Regions from separate parts of the Gossypium hirsutum genome. Here region 2 is linked to region 1. A link is a contact called in public Hi-C data. All regions are on one chromosome and are shown on one strand. The core of a region is the stretch at or near the end of the contact, and the rest is flanking DNA. Distances in the headings are between cores, read along the strand shown. Region 1 holds the start of LOC107900685. Region 2 holds the start of LOC107900664 (protein ENHANCED DISEASE RESISTANCE 2).

Evidence for each region. A called contact is a pair of places that touch in the nucleus more often than the background predicts.
Region 2: a contact with region 1 is called in a Hi-C map of leaf, with 2.2 times the contacts expected there. The contact joins the promoter of LOC107900664 here to the promoter of LOC107900685 in region 1. A contact is called at or near these places in 2 of 34 Hi-C or Micro-C datasets (hypocotyl and leaf).

What each region holds. Positions count from the first base shown.
Region 1 is chrD08:54,996,922-54,999,621 of Gossypium_hirsutum_v2.1, reverse strand. It overlaps LOC107900685, which reads left to right and starts at 1,444. Exons shown (of 7, transcript XM_016826368.2): 1 at 1,444-1,829; 2 at 1,938-2,000; 3 at 2,096-2,250; 4 at 2,360-2,485. The coding sequence starts at 1,590.
Region 2 is chrD08:55,290,585-55,293,284 of Gossypium_hirsutum_v2.1, reverse strand. LOC107900664 (protein ENHANCED DISEASE RESISTANCE 2) reads right to left here and starts at 1,371. Exons shown (of 22, transcript XM_016826333.2): 1 at 435-1,371; 2 at 1-13. The coding sequence starts at 572.

The sequences.
Region 1 (2,700 bases), core at 195-2,694:
ATTATAAAAAGAATGAAAACAACTATTAATGGTAACAATATGACGTAATGACATTTTTGGCTCTTGCACTTTTTTAAAAAATTAATTAAGCCCCTACGAACTTTTGCACTCAATTGAACTTTTGAACTAACAAAATTGGCTAAATAGACCCATTGACGTGATCGTTAGCAGACGCCACATCAGCACCGTTTGCTAACATGACAATACCACATCATTACTTATCGTTGATGTGATAGTGCCACATTAGAAAAAATAAAAAAATTTTAAAAAATAAAGAATATTTTAAAATTATTTTAAATAATACACAATGAATCTAGACAAATGGTTGTTCAAGTTCATTTGAAAATGGACACCCATATGTCTAGATTCTTTTTAGAATTATAAAAAAAAATTAAAAAAAACTTATAAAATTAAAAAAAATAAAATCTTATTAGAAATTAATTAAAAAATAATTTTTTTATAAAGTTTATAAAAAATAAACTATTAAAAATCACAAAAAAATTAGAAAAAATCATTTATAAATTGTTATAAATTAATTAAAACATAAAATTATATAAAAAATAATTTATTTTTCATAAAGTTTTACAAAAATTATTTTCTCATTTATATTAAATAACTTATATCCAAGTATATCAAACATTGATATTTTTTCTCTCATGTAAACTATTAAAAGTTCTTCTAAAATGTTAGGCCTTATTAATCATCAATGGCTTTTTTAATTAATGATCAATAGCTATACTATAATAAAAATAAGAAAAATATTTTTTTGTAAAATTTTATAAAACATTTAATTCATTTTAATAAGTTTTGTGGTTTTTAATTAATTTCTAACCATTTTGATTAAATATACATTATTAAATTTTTTATAGTTTTTAATAAATTTATTTTTTTATAAATTTGATAAAATTTTATAATTTTTAATTAATTTATAATAATTGTTATAAATGTTCATGATTTTTTTTATAGTTTTTTATGTTTTTTATAATTTCAAAATGAATCTGGACACCAATTTGTCTAAATTCATCGTGAACTTATTTTAAAAAATAATTTTAAGTGTTTTTTATTATTTGAAAATTTTTATTTTTGCACTGCCGTGTCAACCTTTAGTGATGATGTGGAACTGATATGTTAACGGCTAGTGATGATGTGTCACTACCACGTTGGTAAATGGTGATGATGTGGGCGTCTATTAATTGACCATATTATCATTTCCGTTAACAAGTAACTGTCAATATTAGTCGAAGATCTTATTCGATCAATTTTACTAGTTCAAGACTTAACTAGGTGTACAAGGCCTTACTTAAATTTTTTTTGAAAAAATTTGAAGGCCCATTAACCTAAAAGTATTGAACGCTTGAAAAACTACAGCAGGCTTGATTTGATAATTAGAAGGGGAGAGTGGAAAATCATATAATCGATAGGCCCATAAAGAGTGGGTGGGGCAGCCCGATCCGGCAATCCCAAGTCCCGAATCTGGTACTAGATATTAGAAAATTTGGGAATGGAAGTAGAAGAGGACGACGAAATCTGATACTCCTATTTTGGTAATACAACGAATTTATTGAAGGAAGAAAATAGCGAGTGATAGGATGGATGGAATCGGAGAGGAGGGGGGAGGAATAAGGCTGAGAAAGAAGTTCCCCGATGACAACAAGCCTGGCTCTTCCGCCGAAGTTGACTACAAGACAAAAGCCGGCACTGCTTGGAGCCATTCCTATCTCAACCAGAAACCATGGCATCCCCTCTCCTACCCTAACCAACGCCGCAAATGGATCGCTGAGCAGACCCATGCCCAGCGCGTGCGCCGTGCCGACGAAGTCGCTCGCGAGGTTGGTCTTTCTTTTTATTTATTATTCTACCACTCTCTCTCTCTCTCTCTCTCTCTCTCTCTCTCACTTGCCCTAGCACTAAGCATTCTATCTTATACTTTGATGCAGTATGCCCAAGAGCAAGAATTCTTTCGCCAGACGGCTCTAATTTCCAAAAAAGAGAAGGAAAAGGTTTTGAATATGATCCTATCTAAGTGGTTGCCCTTGATTTCTATCTTCATTCTTTTGTGGACTAAATTACCCGAAAACCCTTATTGAATTCCTAGGTGGAGATGATGAAAGCTGTTAGCTTTATGTATGTTCGTCCGCCTGGTTATAATGCTGAAAGTGCCAAAGCGGCCGAGATTGCTGATGAGAGGAAAAAAACTGATCATAACAACGTATCCGATGATCATTCTACCGATGTGCCTTCCACAGCAATGTAATTTTGATTTGAATATAAAACTTTTCATGTGTTTTCCTTGCTTTATTTTAAGCTTATTTTCATATTTGTGAAATGGCTTTCTCAATTTATTAGCTTCATCTTGCAGGCAGCCGGAATCTTTGCCCGGTGGAGTTGCTACTACTAAAGAGAAACGGAAATCAAGACCTAAAGATGTTTTTGGACGTTCTTTACCGACAGAGGAAGAGTTTGAAGTTCTTAAAAATGCTCCACGGTATGTATCAATAGTAGCTTCTGCAATATTAACCAATGGTAAATTGAATATACCTGCATGCACTACCGCACAATCTTGGCTAGTAAACCAAAGAAAATATGATCTACTATGGAGAAAAGCAGACAATTTGATTTGATTTGATTTGATTTGATTTCTATTGCTGAAATAAGCTATTTGATTATTTATTTCCATGGTCACGCTGTGCAAATGAATTT
Region 2 (2,700 bases), core at 122-2,621, 290 kb before region 1:
TCTTGATAGGAACCTAAATTTAGAAAACATGGAAACTTTTAATCATTAACAGCAGTGGATTCATTTAGTAATGGAATGCATACACTGCAGAAAAGCAAACAGTCAAAAGAAACAGAAAGAATCCTTAAAGAAAAAGAAATAATACTTCTCTGTTTTTCTTTCCCTTAACTGTAAGAATCTACATATATCGAATACTTTTATCAACAAGATGCTCCTGATTTTATATAAAGAATTGCAGCATCGGCTGTTCCATTACTAAAATTAAAATTAAATCCACGGAACTGCATTTAATTTACCGTTCTAAAAGCTACTTTTCTCCCTTCTCCAGTCCAAAAAGAAGGCGAATTAAATCTAAGCGAACCATAAAATACTTCAAAAACATGTTTGATTTCCTAAGAAAAATTAACAACTTTCAAACAAAAATAATTAAAAACCTGACTATCTTGTGGCTTTCTCTTGTAGTAAGCTAGAAGCCGATTTTCGAGCACGAAATATCGCATGTGTATGAAGGATCGTCCGATCTTCCTTCGACCATATCTCACCATCCATCCTTCGTACACCACCTTCGACATTCCTGCCCTCTCAAAATCGACCACCACCAATAGAATTTCCAACTCCTAAGTCCTCTGATATCTCGTCGTCCCTCACTTTATCGTCAAAATCGCGAAAACGGTAATTCCTAATTCTCAAATTTGGAATTGGAAGAGTCTCAGGATTCAATTTCGACAGTGCAGTGAACCCGAGAACCGCAAAAAGAGAAATTTAATTTTGTATACTACGATGAAGCAATAACAAAAAAAAAGCGGCAATAAAAAACAGTTAAATGGAAAGAAGGAACAGCAGTAAGTAGGATCAAGTAAAGTCTTCAGAGGTGAATTGAACTCTATGAAGAAGAAGAAGACGACGACGACGAAGAAGACAATAGAGAGCGAATTTTGAAATCAGAAACAATGAACTGATAATATTTTATTTTAATTTTTTAATATAAATTATTTATATACATACAAAATATGCGAAAATAAAATTAATTTTTAAAAAAACAGGGAAGAGCCTAAGGAGATATCTAACGCGATGGTGCCGGCATCGACGATGGTTGGGAAATAATGAATACAACGATGTAATTCAAAGTGAGGCGACGGTGCAATTGAGGAGACGGACCACGTAAGTGTGGAAAGAAAGGGCGCACGGAACTAGGAAAACGCCACGTGGATGATTATGATTGGGTAAGTGGGGCAAGTATCTTTAGAACCTTGAAGCTTTGCCAAATCTGATAGTAAAGGCGGGGGGCCTGACTTCCATGTTTACTTTCAGTTTCTGGGCAGTATCTGACAATATAAATTCTCAGTTCAAGAAAATAGAAATATGCTTTGGTCCCTGCTGAAGCGGTTAATTACAAAGAAGTCTTATCTCCTAAGCATGATTATGTTATTTAGGTCAAATTCTGCTATTAATCCTTATGCTATTTGTAAATCTCCGCTTTAGTCCTTGTCAAAGGTGAAGCCAGAAAATTTTCCGTCGATATATTTTTATGTAGGTTAAAATGTAATTTCACAATTCTAATTTTTCATATCTTTATAGTTTTTAAATGATTAAATCATAATTTATCATTTTTAGGTCAAAATATAATTTTATCATTTACTAAATTAAAATCTTGTAAAACTTAAAGGGCCAAAGTTAATTTTTTTTAGGGGGTCGGGCCCTACCGTCCCTTGTCACCGCCTTGGTCCATGTAATCTAATTTAGTCAATTTTAGCCTTTATACTTTTTTTATTTTTGCAATTTCAGTCCTAACAACAATAATAGTTAAACTCATTAGGATCAAATTATGTTGTTAGCCTTGCACTATACATTAGTTGTGAATTTACTCCATATTCTTCAATTTGGTTATTTTTAGTTCATATATTTTTCAAATTTTAAAATTTTAATCTTGTCCAAAACAATAATTTTAAATCCATTAACTAAAATGATATAAATTTTTTGTGAATATTATGTGAAAATAATAAGGTGACATGATATTATACATGTGATAATATATTTATTGCATAAGATTTTTATAAAAAGTAATTTTGAACTCCAAATTAGAGTGTAAAAACAGAAGTCTATAACTTACACGTAGTAGATGTTATAATAACCAATAATTGAAATTTGACTTATAAATAAACTTCTTGAAACTAGACTTTTTTAATTCATATTAGTCTTAAATTTTGGTAATTTTTCTCAAATTTATCTCTAAATTTGGGTTAATTAAAGTGTGATGACCAGATATTTTAGAATTGAATCATATCATCACTTAAAATTTTTTAATTTTTTAAAATTATAATTTTACAATAAATTTTTATATTTATATTATTTTTAGATTATATATATTTATAATTTACATGGAAGTACCACATTATCAAATTTTTTAAAAAAAATTCCCAATCCCGAAACTAAAGGATGGAAATTGAAAAAAAAGAAACTAAATTTAAAGATTAGATATTAGTTTAGCCCTAGGAATTTGAATAGACAATATGATGATGCAGCCGCTATCCAAGAACATGTGCTAAACTTGTCATTTTATATAAAGACTCTTTTATTTATTTTCTAGATGAATTTTATATATGGTAGAATTAGGTAGCTTTGTCAAAAAAATTCCTAATAATACTAATAAATAAAGAAAAGTTAAATGGTCCAACATGGCTGAAACACGAGGGAGGGGTG